Linked DNA regions of Mus musculus: region 2 is linked to region 1. A link is a contact called in public HiChIP or PLAC-seq data. All regions are on one chromosome and are shown on one strand. The core of a region is the stretch at or near the end of the contact, and the rest is flanking DNA. Distances in the headings are between cores, read along the strand shown.

Evidence for each region. HiChIP or PLAC-seq counts read pairs in DNA pulled down with a chosen protein or histone mark.
Region 2: an H3K4me3 HiChIP or PLAC-seq map of embryonic stem cells shows a contact between it and region 1, with 3 times the contacts expected there. The contact joins the promoter of Jak3 here to the enhancer-like site in region 1. A contact is called at or near these places in 4 of 39 promoter capture datasets (the C10 cell line, hippocampal neurons, pre-B cells and 1 more), 4 of 484 Hi-C or Micro-C datasets (CD4 T cells, Th1 cells, cerebral cortex and 1 more), 2 of 115 datasets of contacts at active chromatin or transcription factors (embryonic hindbrain and embryonic stem cells) and 3 of 9 other capture datasets (adipose tissue, liver and pancreatic islet).

The regions. Positions count from the first base shown.
Region 1 is chr8:71,354,911-71,360,244 of GRCm38.p6, forward strand. Myo9b (myosin IXb) reads left to right here. Exons shown (of 40, transcript NM_001142322.1): 31 at 328-401; 32 at 785-977; 33 at 1,056-1,184; 34 at 1,375-1,480; 35 at 1,611-1,742; 36 at 3,203-3,326; 37 at 3,706-3,753; 38 at 4,053-4,183; 39 at 4,415-4,542; 40 at 4,648-5,334. The coding sequence ends at 5,063. Among named protein-coding and RNA genes, the nearest start is that of Use1, 9.6 kb to the right of the region's middle. Within about 2 kb of position 3,336, at least 8 of the 459 cell types and tissues checked have an H3K27ac peak or open chromatin away from gene starts, as enhancers often do. A contact at or near this core is called in embryonic stem cells, where this site is marked.
Region 2 is chr8:71,673,748-71,679,081 of GRCm38.p6, forward strand. Jak3 (Janus kinase 3) reads left to right here and starts at 2,636. Exons shown (of 25, transcript NM_010589.6): 1 at 2,636-2,836; 2 at 4,582-4,774; 3 at 4,930-5,053; 4 at 5,231-5,334. The coding sequence starts at 4,591.

The sequences.
Region 1 (5,334 bases), core at 2,086-4,585:
CTCAACACATACACTTGCACACACAATCACAAAGGCAGATGATGTGACAGTCGTGGGGGCCCTACCTCTGTAACATGCAGGCCGCTCACACAGCTTCGAGCATCAGGCTTTGAGTTCCCAAGGGCACATCCTGTGTAACCAAGGCCCAGGTTTCTCCTCTTGACCACCAGTCACCACCCACCCACCCATCTTCTCACAGGAATCAGGACAAAGGTATAGCCTATGCAGTTTAAATGCTGTCAGGGTCTCCAGACATTGGGTGAGTGGGTGTCCCCAGGAACCTGGGGTCCTCTGCATGCACGTCTGTGACCACTCTTGACTCTTTAGTGTGCAAGATGACCTGCCACAAGAAATGCGTGCACAAGATTCAGAGCTATTGCTCCTACACTGGAAGGAGGAAGGTGAGCATACCTAACCCTGGAGCATTCTAGAACACTAGAGCCTAGACTCCCCAGAAAGTGGCAGGAAGGGCTGTGTCCTCTAGTTCCACTGCGGGACACATGTCCATTCCTAGTATTGAGGCTCCCAGCCAGGCTCCTAACCCCTGCTGAAGAGTCCTGGGCCTGGCAGAGGGAGGCTCTCAACTGTCCATGAAGGTGTTAGGGTTCCTGAATTAGAATACAGAGGACCATCTCCCCAGGAAAGGACATCCAGCCTATGGGTGCTTCATGGAGCAAGTTGCTCTCTCCCAAGCATCCCTTCAAGGACAGAGTAGGCAGGGACAGATGGAGGACACTGCAGAAGTGGCACCCAGGCCTGACTCTCCACCCATCCCACACTGTAGAGTGAGCTGGGTGCCGAACCAGGCCACTTCGGTGTGTGTGTAGACAGCCTGACCAGTGACAAGGCCTCCGTGCCCATTGTGCTGGAGAAGCTTCTGGAACACGTAGAGATGCATGGCCTGTACACTGAGGGCCTTTACCGCAAGTCAGGAGCTGCCAACCGGACACGGGAATTACGCCAGGCACTGCAGACAGGTGGGCACTGGGAGCAGATGCCTAGCGAAGCCCCACTGGTCAGTATGCATACACTACTCACATGTCCCTGCCCCACAGACCCTGCTGCAGTTAAGCTGGAAGACTTCCCTATCCACGCTATCACCGGGGTCCTGAAGCAATGGCTTCGTGAGCTGCCTGAGCCACTCATGACTTTTGCCCAGTATGGAGATTTCCTCAGGGCTGTTGGTGAGCCATGAAGGAAGCGGTGGGGGCTGGAGCATGTCCTGTTCCAGCTGGGGCCTGCAGTTTGGGCTGGGTTTGTTTCCCATCTGTACCTAGACCCCACATGGAGGGCTTCTATGCACCTCAAATGCTTAGGGAAGAAGGAGTGGGCATGGCTAGTGCCACCCAGGACTGATAACTCTGGCTTCCCCAGAGCTTCCAGAGAAGCAGGAGCAGCTGTCTGCCATCTATGCAGTCCTGGACCACCTGCCAGAAGCCAACCACACCTCCCTGGAGCGACTCATCTTCCACCTTGTCAAGCAAGTACCCCTCCCCCAGGAGCTGAGAGGGCTGTGCCCCATGACCTGGCTGCATGTCCTGGCCACTAGTACCAAGACATGAACCTGGCATTGGGGTCAGAGGGGTGCCACCTAACTGTTGACTCTGCAGAGTGGCCCTGCTTGAAGATGTGAACCGCATGTCTCCGGGAGCTCTAGCTATCATCTTTGCACCCTGCCTGCTTCGCTGCCCTGACAACTCCGACCCCCTGACCAGCATGAAGGATGTACTGAAGATCACCACGTGAGTCACCTAGCCCCAGACCCATAAGCACCCAGCTGTCTGAAATGTCCATCATCCTCACAGTGTGGAGGCTAGGCAGGAGAATCTGAACTTCCAGGCCAGCTACAGCATTAAGACAAAATCAAACAAGAGAGTTCACTCAAAAACCCACATGACCTCCCTGTCTGTTTAGAGAGAAAGCCCAGATGAAATTCCTGGTGACCATGGTTGACTTGGAAATTGTCAGACCCATAGAGGTTCAGCATTACTAAGTTTCTTTTTTGATTATTTTATGGGCGAAGGCACATATGCCATCTGTGGGGGTCATAGGACAACTTTTCTTCCATGTAGGTATGAGGGATTAAATCAGGTCATCGGGCTTGGCACCCTTATCCTCTGAGCCATCTTTTTGGTGGACCCTTCTTAGGTTTCTTCAGCAGCCTTCCCTCACCTCCCCAACACACACACCTTTTCTAGGCCTGGAAGCAGGGTTCCCCAGCAGGCATGCTTATGGCTACCAGGGCCTACTCAGCAGGTGCTATAATAAACACCATTTTAAGTAAAGCCTAGTACTTAACAAAAGGTGGATCTGAGGTGAGTGGAATTGTGGTTCCAGAAGTCACCACAATGCAGGCAGTGTTCCGCATGGAGGAAGCACAGCCTCATGTCCCCTGTTCAGGGAAGACCTTATTCTGAGTCACCTGAGAAGAAGCATTGAAGAGAGACCTTCTAAGGCCAAGATGGAGGGAGGTAGCCATGAAGCCAAGTGTTTCTGCCAGTTTTCCATCATTGTCTTTCCAACTCTGCATGAGTGCTCCTCAGAATGCTGAAGGGCTGGGGTGTAGCTCTCTGGTTGAACTTTAGCTTGGCATGTATGAGAACTCAGGTCCCACACCACCCCTGCACCCATGGAAAAATAAGATTGCAAGGAGAAGACCCTCGGCAGCTTTCCTAGCTTAAGGCTGGGAAGCTTGCTGTGGTCCCTAAAGGAGGGTGAGGAAGGAGCCCAAAACCCCGGGAGGTGGGGCAGGACACACTTACTTCCGCTGTCCTCAGCACTCTGATCAACTTGTGATCTCACAGCCTTTCGCCTCACTGGGACTGAATTTGAGCTAAGTCCCTCTGGTCCTGACTGTTGAGTAGGCTCTGTGGGAGTCAAAGCTTGTATTGTAGAGCTGTTAGGTAGGGCACTGACTAGGACAGGCCGCCCAGCCTTTCCATACCTTGTCCTTTCTAGGAGTTAAAGTAGTCCCACTCGGCTGGTGACTAGGGTTCTGTTCTCCAACCTGCACCATCCTTTTACCTCCTATCTCAGTGCTGTCAAAGACAAGCGACAGGATTCTTGGGTTCAGAAAGCAAAGTGAGCCTCCTGGGGTCACATGGTGTCCCGTCCCAGGGTAGCAGTGCTGGCCCAGGTCCTACTGGCTCTCTGGGACTGCCTTCCTAGCCACTGGACGTAAACTGGCCACATCTGTGCACAGGTGTGTGGAGATGCTCATCAAAGAACAGATGAGGAAGTACAAGATGAAGATGGAGGAAATCAACCACCTGGAGGCTGCTGAGAGCATTGCATTCCGCAGGCTCTCCCTGTTGAGGCAGAATGCTGTGAGTGCTGGCCTTGGGGCTGGGCCTCCTGCGGCTGGGTTATGGTACTCCCACCAGAAACTAGGAAGTGTGCAGTGTGGTCAGGGGCCTTGTGGCACAGGCAGGACAGAGCCCTACCATCACCAAAGGGCTATTTCCAGTCAGACACAGGTTGCTCCTCTGAGGGCCAGGTGAATCAGTTCAGCACATGAGCCTGGCCTGGTTTCCTTCATAGTGCACAGGGAGTTCCCATTACAGAAGGGCCCATGCTGGTGCTGCAGAAGGGGCAGGTCCTGGGCTCCCATTGGAGCCAGTGGGTCTTCAGCCTCCTGGTCTGGTCCTGCTCGTGCCTATTTGGCAGGCTTAGCACACCTGGTCACCCTTGTTATCTCTTCCCCAGCCGTGGCCTCTCAAACTGGGGTTTTCATCACCCTATGAGGGGGTCCGGGTACGTACACATTGCATGGGCCGAGCTGCATGTTCCCAGGTTGTACACTGGGTAGATTTGGCCGTACCATAGAACATGCCCTAACATGTGGAAGTGCATGCTGGTTCTTGGTCCCCACTAGATTCCTGTGGTCCTCTGGACAAAGAGCACTGTATGTGTGTGTATTGGAGGAGGGGGGATCTACTTCATAACTAACCTAGAGCTGCTGGTTCCGCCCTTCACCCAAGCGCTAGACTCCGCCCACATCCTGAGCTCCCCCCCTCCGGTGCTGGACCAGACCTACCTTTTTCGTGTTTCAGATCAAAAGCCCCAGGACCCCAGTGGTCCAAGACCTGGAGCTGGGGGCTCTCCCCGAGGAGGCTGCAGGTGGCGACGAGGACCGAGAAAAGGAGATTCTCATGGAGAGGATCCAGTCCATCAAGGAAGAGAAGCAAGTGTCATGCGCCCCACCCCACCCCCACCTCCCACCCCCATCCAGGCGTCCAGGCGGGTGTTCTAGGCAGGAACAGCCCTGGAACAGCACTGCAGCCAAGCTGCTTGCAGGGTTGGGGGGTCCAGATGCTTGTGCTTGGTGTGAGGGAGGGGCCTAGAGGAGCAGGGCTACTTCCTTTGGGGGTCAGCTCCTGAGGAATAGCCTCAAATATGGTGCCCCCACCCTCAGGGAGGACATCACATATCGACTGCCGGAGCTGGACCCACGGGGTTCTGATGAGGAGAACCTTGACTCAGAGACATCGGCCAGCACTGAGAGCCTGCTGGAGGAGAGGGGCGTGCGGGGGGCCGTGGAAGGTTAGTGTGAAGGTGGCGTCCAACGGCCCTCCCCACTGTGGCAGGCCCAGGGCAGGAGTCCACCTAGTACCCCCGCTGCAGTAACCCCGAGTCTGTCTCTCCAAGGGCCCCCCGCACCTGCTCTCCCCTGCCCCATTTCGCCCACCCTGAGTCCCCTCCCCGAGGCCGCCGCCCCTCCACGAGGAAGGCCGACATCCTTCGTCACGGTCAGAGTGAAGACACCTCGGAGGACCCCCATCATGCCCATGGCCAATATCAAGCTCCCTCCGGGCCTGCCCTTGCACCTGACAAGCTGGGCACCTGCTCTCCAGGAGGCTGTTGTTCCAGTGAAGCGCCGAGAGCCACCTGCCCGCAGACAGGACCAGGTACATTCCGTATACATCGCCCCTGGGGCTGACCTGCCATCACAGAGTACACTGATAGCCCTGGACCATGATACCATACTTCCTGGGACCAAGCGCAGGTATTCGGACCCCCCTACCTACTGCCTGCCCCCCAGCTCCGGCCAGGCCAATGGCTGAGGACCATGACTGGCAGTCTGCATCTCCTAACATCCCCGAACTGGCATCCCAGCTGTGGAGCTGGCCTTCACTTTCTGAGAAGGATCTAGAATGAAAAGCTCCCAAAGGGATGCAGTGGCCAGCTCTGTGTGTTGTGGAGACTGGGAGCTGCTGGCCAGGAGCCATCAGAGCCCCAACCTGCACAGCAGTGGCTCCTTTGTCCTTTCAGTAACTGTTTCTCTTTTTGTGGTTTACATAACTTTTAAGTTCATAACAGCCTTAATGGAGGACC
Region 2 (5,334 bases), core at 1,386-3,885, 320 kb after region 1:
GGTTGCTGGGATTTGAACTCCTGACCTTCGGAAGAGCAGTCGGTGCTCTTAACCGCTGAGCCATCTCTCCAGCCCGGCTCCTGTTTTCAATACTGCCATGCTCACTGTCCTCCATACAACCTACTGGGCTCCTCCTGTTAAGCCTCAAAAATCTATGTAAGGCCAGGTTGACCTCCAGCTATCTCTGTCCTAGAACAAGGCAGAAGTTTCCTAGAGCACAGAGTGTTTGGGACAGGAGCCTCATTCAGGTCTTACCCAGAATATTTTGTGACTGGCTGGACATGACTCAGGGGCAGACCCTATCCTATCTTAGTCTTCTATTGCTGTGAAGAGAACTTGACCAAGGAAACTCTTACAAAAGTAAACATTTAGTTGGGGCTGTCTTACAGTTTCAGAGGTTTAGCCCACTATCACCATGGAAACCTGGAAGTGCCCAGGCAGACATGATATTTCTCCATCTGGATCGACAGGCAGCAAGAAGACAGAAACTCTGAGCCTAGTTTAAGCATTTGAAACTACAAAGCCCCAGTGACTCTTCCTCCAATAAGACCATGCCTCCTAATGGTGCCTCTTCCTGATGAGCCTATAGGGGACAGTCTTACTCAACCCCTACACACCGCTGCCTAGGATACCACAGTGTATGTGTGTTGGGGGGACTGGATTGCACAGTGTCCTAGGTTCCATTCCCAATATTCCACCCCCATATCTCCCAACTCTTGGTGCCTCAGTTTTGCCATCTGCAAAAGAGGGATTATAACAAATGACTTTGTGTTTTTGAATCCAAACCTACAAACTCGGGAATCCTAAGGGCTCCAATTCTTTTTTTTTTTTTTTAAAGATTTACTTATTATTATATCTAAGTACACTGTAGCTGTCTTCAGATGCACCAGAAGTGGGCATCAGGTCTCATTATGGATGGTTGTGAGCCACCATGTGGTTGCTGGGATTTGAACTCAGGACCTTCGGAAGAGCCGTCGGTGCTCTTAACCACTGAGCCATCTCTCCAGCCCAAGGGCTCCAATTCTTATGAGTACTTGTTTCGCCGGGTGTGGTGGTGCACGCCTTTAATCCCAGCATTTGGGAGGCAGAGACAGGTGGATTTCTGAGTTCGAGGCCAGCCTGGTCTACAAAGTGAGTTCCAGGGCTATACAGAGAAACCCTGACTCGACCCCCCCCCCCAAAAAAAAAAGAGTACCCGTTTCACTTTTTAAAAAATTTTAATTAGCTTTCAGCAGTAAGGCAGAGGTGAGGCCACTCCAGGACAGAATGGAGGATGACAGGCCCTGCAGGCTCCCTATTGCCCCCCAAATTTAATTCCCTTATTTTGCTGCTTCTTGCTTCTCACAAATATTGCTATGTTCCATGTGCTTTGAACTATTTGTAACAGAACCCAACAGTTGCCTTTTTCTTCTTTTCTTAAAATTTTTTTAAAATTTATTTTGTAAGACAAGGTTTAGTTGTATAGTCTGAGCTGGTCTGAAACTTTCTATGTGGACCAGGCTTGGCTCAGACTGGCAGCAATCCTCCTGCCTTGGCCTCCTGAGTGGTGGGATTGTCACACATGTGCTACAATGGCCTGTTGGTGTCTTCTTCGTGTCCTACATGGGTAGGGCCAGAGAAGGAGCTATGCTGGTGGCCAGTAACAACCCAGCCATACTCCTACCTCCATCCAGCTGTTTTACATGGCAACTGGGATGAAATCTCAGGTATTGGTGCTTATGCAAATGTTCCACCCCTGAGTCGTGTCCCCAGCCCCTCACTGGGGGATTCTAGGTAGGAGCTCCACCAGTGAGCTGTGTGGCACATATTGGTTTGTTCTGCCAGTCTTCTGCCTCATCGTCTGCATCACACCTGCTATCTCTTCACGTTTCCATTCCTGGCATCTGTTTCCTCACGTCATCCTCTCTCAGACAGAGGCCTGACCTGCTGTGTGTGGTGTTAAAGGACTTGTGGATGCTCTGGGTCCCAGGCACCCACCAGGAGGGGCATCTGAGAACAGAACTTGGCATGCTTTAGGGAAGCACAGCTGCACAGTTCTCTCCCCCAGGATCACTCTTAGTTCTACCCCATGCAGCAGACACTGCCACTGGCAACAGATGGGTAAACGGAGGCACCAGGGTGCATAGCCAGGGATGGAGGACTGGAGAACGGGCTCCTGCCATCACCATCTGAGGCCTAGGAGTTCTTTTCAGAATCCTCCAAGCTGTACCTGTGGGTTCCAGTGATGGAACTCAAGTCGATTTGTGTGGCGATAGCGTATACTCCTCAGCCTTCTAGCAAGCCTCATCTCATAGCTTTTGAGCAGAATAAAAGGCGAGGTTTTCAGAGGAAGTGGGGGCACGCCCAGCAAGCAGGTGGGCTTCCCAGGAGAAGGCCCCTCTTAGTTCATTAGGACTGGAGGCCCAGAGGTTTGGTTTTTTTCCGCCCGTAATTTTTTTTTTTAAACATTACGCAGTGTGTCTTTTAGGAGGTTAAAGGTTGGAGGCGGAGTGGAAACTGAAGCCTGAAATGTGTTCTAGCCGCAGCAAGTCCCTGCCCGGGCTGGCTCAGGTTGTTCCAAGGACATGCAAAGACAGGAGCCCGAGGCGGGGAGTGCTCTGTAAGCTCAGGTCCCCAGCAGCACCCCAGCCTTTCTGTCTCTGCACAGCTCCCACCCCAGAAGGGTGGCCTGCGGCACAGGTTTCTAGTCTCCCCCGGGCTTCCCGCCCCGCCCCGCCCCCAGGGCGCCCTGACTTTCCGTAAATGACGGCGGCCAGGAAGCTCAGGGGCCGCACAGGAAGGAGCAGGGACTTTCCTGTCGCAGCCTCGGCTGTCCTTTGCCTCGGCACAGCTGCAGGTAGGAGCGCGGGGCACAGGTTCAGGGCGCGGGTGTGCGGGCGCGGGAGCGGGAGCGGGGCGCTGCCTAGACACCGCATTGGCGGCTCAGCAGCGCGCATGCGCGGCGGGCTCCCCAACCCCACCCTCCCTGTTCTAGGAGTGGGGAAGTAAAGGGCCTGAACTTTCCATTTGGTATAATCTCATACTTCTTTAATATTCGTGTCCGCTTTGTTGTTTTATGTCTTATATTTTGAGGATGGCTCTCCGTCCGTAGCCCTGCTGGCTTAGAAGTCACTATGTAGCCCCAAACTCATAGCAATCCTCCTGCAGCCTTCCCAGGAGCAAAAGAACAGGGAAGACAATGTTGATGGTTTTATTTTTGTACACTTCTATAACATTTTAATCTGTTTTATTCTGCGTGTGTGTGCGTTGCACATGTTCCGAGGTCAGAGGAGTGGGTTCGCGCCTTCTAACATGTGGATCCTGGGGACCAGCAGGCTAGGTGGCAAGCGCGTCTTTACTCCCTAAGCCATGTTGGTCACCCTAATTTGTTTCTTGAGACAGGGTCTGACCTTGAACATATAATGACAGTTGTGTACCACCACCTCTGGTAATAGGTTAATGACTTCTTCAGTTCTCGATTTGAGACAGGGTTTCTCTGTGTAGCCCTGGAACTCACTCTGTAGCCCAGGTTGGCTTCCAACTCACAGAGATTCACATGCCTCTGACTCCAGAGTGCTGGGATTAAAGGCATGCACCACCACCACCGCCAAGCTAGATTTTTTTATTTTTTAAAATACAGTCTCATGCGCTGGCCTGGGACTTCTCTCTCTCTCTCTTTCTTTTTTCGAGACAGGGTTTCTCTATGTAGCCCTGGCTGTCCTGGAACTCACTTTGTAGACCAGGCTGGCCTCCAACTCAGAATCCACCTGCCTCTGCCTCCCAAGTGCTGGGATTAAAGACGTGTGCCACCACTGCCCTTCTTGGCCTTGGCCTTCTAATCTTCTGCCTCCCCCTCTGGAGTTTTCTGGTCAAAAGTGTGTGCTGCTATGCCTACTTTTGTTGTCTTATCATGGGAGGGGTGCACATGAAGAGGCCAGAGGGCAAATTTATGCAGTTAGCATACCCTTTTCACAGCTTTGTTTGGACTTGGTTGTGAGCCTTCTTCCTGGCCTTGAGGACTGGTCTGAGCAGCTGAAGGGCTGTTTCCTGCCTTTTCTCTCAGGCCCAGGCCCCACCCCTTGCCCTCAGCAGCTCTGAAGGGTGGGAAGTGTATTTTCACACAGGCCACTGCAGAGAACCTCCCTACTGTGAGGACCAAAGAGGAGCATAAAATAGATGTTGGACATGGGGTTAAATGGGCTGAAGAGAGACCAGAAAGGGTTGGGAGACAACATAGGTCCCTGTGCGCATATCTACAGATTTATGCACAGGACACCCATCACAGAAGCTTCTGGTTCCAGTCAAGATGGTCCTGTGACCTTTAGACCTGTAGGGAATAAGACAACTGTCCCCATCCTTCTGTACACCCCTGTTTCCTGTTCAGACCTGTTTCTATATCTGCTGTCAATTGCTCCTGCCTGCCTGGAATATTGGCTTGGCTGACTATGCTAGGATGTGGAGGTCTGTGGATCAATTGGTGATGTCTGCAGGGGTGCAGACATGCACAGACTCAAAGACACCTAGTCCCCAGCTTGGCTGTCACTTGGGGGCATGTGGCTCTTCTTCCCTCTTTCAGTCACACCCCCTTCCATGCCTCTTCAGGTTATACTCATGGCACCTCCAAGTGAGGAGACACCTCTGATCCCTCAGCGCTCTTGCAGCCTCTCATCCTCAGAGGCAGGAGCCCTGCATGTGCTCCTTCCTCCCCGGGGACCTGGGCCTCCCCAGCGATTGTCATTCTCTTTTGGGGACTACTTGGCTGAGGATTTATGTGTGCGAGCTGCCAAGGCCTGTGGTGAGTGGGTCCCTAGATGACCATGCCATGTAATAGCAACATCTATTGAGAAAGGGGATGCTGGGGTTTTGAGGGGTGTGGAATTTTGGTAAGGGAGGATCATGGGATCAGCCCGTGTAGTTGACTTGGGTGAACTGATGTGCCCATCCCTTCAGGCATCCTGCCTGTTTATCATTCGCTTTTCGCTCTGGCCACTGAGGACTTCTCTTGCTGGTTTCCCCCAAGCCACATCTTCTGCATAGAGGACGTGGACACTCAAGTCTTGGTCTACAGGCTACGGTAGGAAGTGAACCCCTTGATTTATCTTCAGGGTAGTATTTCTATTCAGTCTATAGTAGAGGCTCTTGAAACCAGAGAGGTTGGGCTGTTTGCTGTAGGCCACACTGCACTTCAGTGACCCAACTTGGGCTCTGGGAAGCCAGAGCTGAGTGGGCCACCCCATTCTGAAACCCACAGCTTTTATTTCCCTGACTGGTTTGGGCTGGAGACATGTCACCGCTTTGGGCTGCGCAAAGATTTGACCAGTGCCATCCTTGACTTACACGTTTTAGAACATCTCT